2 separate regions of the Mus musculus genome follow, and region 2 is linked to region 1. The links are chromatin contacts, called in public HiChIP or PLAC-seq maps. All regions are on one chromosome and are shown on one strand. The core of a region is the stretch at or near the end of the contact, and the rest is flanking DNA. Distances in the headings are between cores, read along the strand shown.

Region 1 (2,992 bases), core at 419-2,918:
TGCTATGTAGGCCAGGATACCCTAAAACTCCCTATCTTGTCCATGGCAGCTTGCCACCATGCTCAGGTTCAATACACACACACTCACACACACAAACATACTCTCTCTCTCTCTCTCTCTCTCTCTCTCTCTCACACACACACACAAACACACACACACAGTCACTAATAAGTCTACTTTTTTTTTAAAGATTTATTTATTATTATATGTAAGTACACTGTAGCTGTCTTTAGACACACCAGAAGAGGGTGTCAGATGTCATTAAGGATGGTTGTGAGCCAACATGTGGTTGCTGGGATTTGAACTCAGGACCTTCAGAAAAGCAGTCGGTGTTCTTAACCACTGAGCCATTTCTCCAGCCCATAAGTCTACTTTTTTAAGATTTATTGATTTCATATATATATAAATGAGTATTCTGCCAACATCTATATTATGTGCACACATGCATGCTTGGTTACCAAGGAAGTCAGAAGAAGGCATTTGGATCCCCTGGGACTAGAGTTACAGACAGTTGTGATTAATCATGCTGGAAACAGTTATTAGAACCCTCTAAAAGAACAGCAAGTGCTACTTTTGAGCCATCTCTCTAAACCCAGCACAGTAAAAGTTTTAAGGAAAACCCAAAGGAAATGAGATTCAGGTAGAAAAGATTTAGGAAGGTTTCTATTTTCAAATGTTTGTTACAACGTGTAACATTAAAGAAGAAACCTATAAGGAGAGAAGAAAAGATGGACACTAAAAAAAAAGAAAAAAAAGGAAAAACCACTCTGCATACAGAGTAGTAGGCGAGTACCACCCCTAACAAGCTGAGCAGTTTTCTGCTCCACCACAGCAATACCTGACTCCACCCCCTGGCCACATCCACACAGAGGTCAACAGAGAGTGCTTTTGCTGGATAATAAAAGCCGACACAGTACTTACAAAGGCAGAGTCCCTTTTCCAAATGAAGCATGTTTTTACTTGTATAGTTACCTATATACTATACACTGAGGAGGAAGGATAGTTTTGACTTTATTGCTTTTTAAACCCAAAATTATTCTTTTAAATGAAAGTTTCATATCTCCCTCCTGAGTGATTATACACTCCTCACTTTTACTTACATAATCTTCCCAGCAACATAAAGCGGTATAAATCATTACTTATCTCCACTACAGAAATGTTTCCTTCAAATGCCCTAGCCATTTAAAGGTTACAATTTCTTTTTTTGTTTTTAAGATTTATTTATTATTATATCTAAGTACACTGTAGCTGTCTTCAGACATTCTGGAAAAGGGTGTCAGATCTCATTACAGATGGCTGTGAGCCATCATATGGTGCTGAGATTTGAACTCAGGACCTTCGGAAGAGCAGTCTTAACTGCTGAGCCATTTCTCTAGTCCCCAAGGTTACAGTTTCTAAGCCTACCTCACTCTCTGTCTTCATCTTTCACCCTTACAGTTCAAAATGTCTAATTTTTCCATCTACTTCAAAGTCCCAGTTAATATTATATATTCCTAGAAAACCTTCAGTTCAGTAGGATATTTTCATGTATACACTCTCTAGAAATCTACGTGTCAGAACATATAGCTTAAGTATCCTGAGGCCACAGACTTTTTCCTCTAATAGCATAACTATGTGTCACTGCACACACAAATAAAGACAAGACAACTAATAGACTAAGCCGGCAGGGTCAGCTGAGTAAACCCACGGAGGGAGCATGAGTCACAGCTGCTTAAAGGCTAGCTGCAGCTCTCAAGTCCTGCCTGCCTGCCTGCCTGCCTGCCTGCCTGCCTGCCTGCCTGCCTGCCTGCCTGCCTGCCTGCCTGCCTGCCTGCCTGCCTGCCTGCCTGCCTGCCTGCCTGCCTGCCTCAGAGGCTTACAGTGTAACCTGAAGCACAGTGGAAGCACAGGTGGGAATACCTGCCGACTTCAATCCCGGCTACTGTACATACAGGGTGTGATGGTGCACACACACCTCAGCTCAGAAGACCTGAGCTCAGAGCCCAGCACCCACATGGCAGTTCACAGCTTCCTGTCACTCCAGTTACATGGGATCACACACTTTGTTCTGATCTCTACCAGCACTAGGCACAGGCACAGTATACATACATACATGAAACCGAAACACTCAAACACACAGAATAAATTAGAACAATTTTTTTTGAAAAAAAAATGAATAAAGAAAACAGCAGCCAGGCATGGAGGCACATGTCCTTAAATCCTAGCACTCTAGGGGCAGAGGAAGGCGTTCTACATGATTTGTAGACCAGCCTAGGCTAAAAGAGCTCATGGTCAGCCAAGACTACATAATGAGAGCCTGTCTCAATTTAAAAAACAAAAAGCAAAAAAACCTTAAATAAATAAAATTTTTAAAATAAATAAAAGTTACAAGACCACAGGGGCAAAAGAAACAAAAGGATTGAGAACATCAACCAAGAAGTCATCTACTAATAGGTGATATATTTCTTTTAAGGTGTAAAGAACGTTATAGAAAAGAAAACTCTAAGTATGCAGAATTGGCTCAGTGGTTAAAACATCTGCTGCTCTTCCAAAGGACCTACGTTCAGTTTCCAGCACCCACACTGATTGGCTCACAGCCACCTATAAACTCATCTGACAGACACCCTCTTCTGATTTCTGAAGGCACTACATATACACAGTATATACTCAGGCAACATACTAAAATAAACAAATCTCTGAGTGTAAAATTCTGACTTGTACAAAAGTTTATTATGTAAAGAAACAAAAAATATTTATAAATGTGACAAACAATGAAATAAAGATGGAGAGTTCACGTATACCATAAGTAACGTAAACTAGTTGCTATGTTTCATATCCGATATTGCAGGGTTTTTCCCCTTGTGAACATAAATGTTTATCCACACCCAAATTTACTGAAATAAATCCAAGTCAAAGGGTTGATTGATTAGATTAACCATCTAATTTAACAGGCCAGCCAATGGCTTCCCAGCTGCCTAATGAGAACATCACTGATTCAGACATTCCTAAGTAA
Region 2 (3,339 bases), core at 204-2,703, 220 kb after region 1:
TCCACCCTCAACACACAAGAGAGTACTTGTCTCAAAGTAAGTGCTAAGGCAATGTTTGTTGAATGAATGAATGAATGAATGAATGAATAAAACATAGATAAGCTGTGGCCCTTGTGCATTTGCAACTCTTCACAAACAGCAAATTGTTCATCAAAACATTACAGGAAAAATTCGGAAACTTTTGAATTGTCTGCTGATGAGGACTGTTGTTTTAATGTAAAACGAATATCCTTTTTTTCTCTTTCCTCAAGCGTTTGCTCTGCCGAGTCTCTGGCTTCTCTTCCTCCCCAGTCTCCACACAGGTGTTACGACGGGGCATCCTGCTTCGGTTTCCTGTCTTGGCTCATCTTCGTCTGTGCACAATCTCGTCTACTTTTATGGCTCCCATTATTTCGTGGCCTTGGATTTCTCTCCAACTTACAAGTCCAGCATTGACATTTATTGTTGGTCTAAGTTTTGTTTTTCTGGGCTGAGCCACCTTTCAAGATCTTAAACCTCATTGCTTAAAGCCAGATTTATCTTTTTTCCCCCTTAAAACTGGATCCTGTTCCAGCTATCTATTTCTGCTAATGATCTTGCCTTCTTCTAAGTCTGGAAGCATTTCAAGGCTTATAGTCATGAAATGTTACATAATGCGTCTTCACACTGTCAAGTCTGTTTCTTAGTCTCCTAGAGAAGTCACCTTCCTTTTTTCCTCTGAGATCCCGTATTTTAGCACACTGTGAATCAGCTGGTGGTGCTGGTCCACTGGGCCTGTTCTGGGCTAGCAGTGCTCATCTGAGTCTAGTCTTCTGTTTCACCGCTAAAGAGTCAATTCTGTTTCAGAATACAGACCTGACATTGTCCAGGTTTATTTATTTATTTATTTATTTATTTATTTATTTTTAAAGAAAAGACCTTTTCTAGGTCATAGAAAATTCAACTAGTCACAAAAAGAATTTAAAATATGGGTCAGTGGGTAAACATTCCCAAGAACATGGGTTCAGTTCCCAGACCTGCTGTAGTATAGGTGAGCCTACACTCACAAACACACATCATACATACATGTGCACACATATACAATAATAATAAAAAATAAAAAGTCAAATCAGTCGTCATGATTAACTCAGATTGATTATTAACATTGTGATGCATATATAGCCTTTTGGTTTTCTTTCTCTGTCCAAGTTATGATTATATTTTTAAACCATGAAGGGATTCTTTATATCTTTTTTGTTATTGTTGTTCAGTTTGCAGACTTGCTCCCTGAGTTTGCTGGACTTCCGTACCTTTTTCACTATGTGATGCTGTTTTTACGTGACTGCTCCTACGAGGGGGGCTAAGGACTTGGTACAGCCGAGCAGATGCATCCTCTCTGGACTTTGATTCCTGAGCTGTTGACTCAGAGCAGCAGGGATGACGGATGACGCAGAGTCCACTGTGGCCTGGGCAGCAGCTATGGCAGCTGCATCCGGTTTCCAGTTGAGAGAAAGACAGCTGTTCTGAGGCAGTATGCAATGTCCTGCATCCAAGGACTTCGCAGTGTGAGCCACGGGGTCAGCCTTTGGCAGCTGGGCTGGTGACTTCATGGGAGCAGCCCTGTGGAATGCAAGGGTGTGACTCTTGCCTGGATGATTCTCCTTCCCACCTCTGCTTCTTGAATTAGCTTAAAAGTCAACTTAATTTATTGGCAACAGAAACTAAGCTGTCAACAATAGTGTGCTCTTACAATAATCCTTTCCATGTGGCTTGTGCTTGTCTGAATGCTGTCTGTGATTTAGCTTGTCATTTTTACAACAACCCTGTGAAACAGAGACTGGTATTAGCCCCATTTTATGGATGATCAAACTGAGCTATGGGAAGACTAGGTTATCCAACCAAGGCTACACAGTTGTCAGTGGTGCCTCTGAAGCTCAAACCCCTCCACTCTGGCCTCATTCTTAGGAGTGTTGATTGGTCTACATATTCTTTTATAACTTCTTTTTTCATGTGACAAAATTTAATGAGCATTTCTGTGTTGTTAAATATTCAGGTAAGTTGTATAGTGTTCAAAGGGTGATTCATGGTCTACCCAACCGACTCCCTATTGTTAAACACTAAGGATATCCTAGTGCATAAACATTTTAAGTTTTAGGCTAGCATATGAAGTCATGGCTTCATCATGCCAGTCTCACCCATGTGTCATGATGCTTCATTCTTATCTGTTCCCTTTTATACTGAGTCCTAACATCCATGACTTACTTCCTTACACTGAAGGCCCAAAAGTGGGTGGGATGTTTGGTGTCTTAGTCAGGGTTTCTATTCCTGTGCAAACATCATGACCAAGAAGCAGTTGGGTAGGAAAGGGTTTATTCAGCTTACACCTTCTACATTGCTGTTGATCATCAAAGGAAGTCAGGACTGGAACTCAAGCAGGTCAGGAAGCAGGAGCTGATGCAGAGGCCCTGGAGGGATGTTCTTTACTGGCTTGCTTCCTCTGGCTTGCTCAGCCCGCTCTCTTATAGAACCAAGACTACCAGCCCAGAGATGGTCCCACCCACAAGGGGCCCTCCCCGCTTAATCACTAATTGAGAAAATGCTCCACAGCTGGATCTCATGGAGGCATTTCCTCAACTGAAGCTCCTTTCTCTGTGATAACTCCAGCCTGTGTCAAGTCCACACACAAAATCGGCCAGTACATTTGGTCAAAGGGAAATTTAACTACCTTCTAGAAAGGCAATCCCAATTTTGTTTTTATACACAGCAATATATATGGGCATTCTGTTTCCCTGAGTTATTAACATTGAACATTTAAGTGGTATGTGTATGTGTGTGTGTGGTGAAAAATGATAGATATTTTTTCTTTTAAATTTTGAAATTCTTTAAAGATTTAAAAATACAATTTTAGGGGCTGGGAGGTAGCTTAATTGGTAAAGTGGTGGAGACAGGAATCTGATCCCTAGAACCAATGTCATAAGCCATTCTTGCTGTAGAGTGCTTATAATTCCAGCCCTGGGGAGAAGGGAAGGGGAGGCTCCCTGGAGCTGCCTGTTGTCTCTTTTGCCTAATTGGCAACTCCTGGGTCACAGTGACAGACTCTGCTTCAAACCAGTGAGAATGGCTTCTGAAGAATGTCACCTGAGACTGACTGCTGGTCTCTGTGGACAGGCACACATATAAGTCTGCACACTTGAACATACATGCGCATTCTCCCACACGAACACATGCACATGCAAAACATTCGGCCATTTGTTTAGTCCTTTCATAATTTTTTTCATCATCTATAAGATGAAGTTGAGACTACTCAAGACTCTTTCTGCCTTTTTTGTTTATTTCTGTTTTTTCTTTTCTTTCTTTTTTTATTAGATATTTTTCTTTATT

What was found. HiChIP or PLAC-seq counts read pairs in DNA pulled down with a chosen protein or histone mark.
Region 2: a contact with region 1 is called in a FOXA1 HiChIP or PLAC-seq map of pancreatic cancer cells. The contact joins two enhancer-like sites. A contact is called at or near these places in 1 of 15 datasets of contacts at CTCF or cohesin (large pre-B cells), 19 of 484 Hi-C or Micro-C datasets (the AML12 cell line, B cells, CD4 T cells and 14 more), 2 of 115 datasets of contacts at active chromatin or transcription factors (heart atrium and pancreatic cancer cells) and 2 of 9 other capture datasets (adipose tissue and pancreatic islet).

What each region holds. Positions count from the first base shown.
Region 1 is chr5:20,923,968-20,926,959 of GRCm38.p6, forward strand. All of the region lies in intron 2 of Rsbn1l (round spermatid basic protein 1-like), which reads right to left. Among named protein-coding and RNA genes, the nearest start is that of A630072M18Rik, 26 kb to the right of the region's middle. Within about 2 kb of position 1,669, at least 20 of the 459 cell types and tissues checked have an H3K27ac peak or open chromatin away from gene starts, as enhancers often do. A contact at or near this core is called in pancreatic cancer cells, where this site is marked.
Region 2 is chr5:21,143,233-21,146,571 of GRCm38.p6, forward strand. It overlaps Gm42222 (a long non-coding RNA gene), which reads left to right. Exons shown (of 3, transcript XR_880865.1): 3 at 1,230-1,729. Among named protein-coding and RNA genes, the nearest start is that of Gm42222, 6.8 kb to the left of the region's middle. Within about 2 kb of position 1,454, at least 113 of the 459 cell types and tissues checked have an H3K27ac peak or open chromatin away from gene starts, as enhancers often do. A contact at or near this core is called in pancreatic cancer cells, where this site is marked.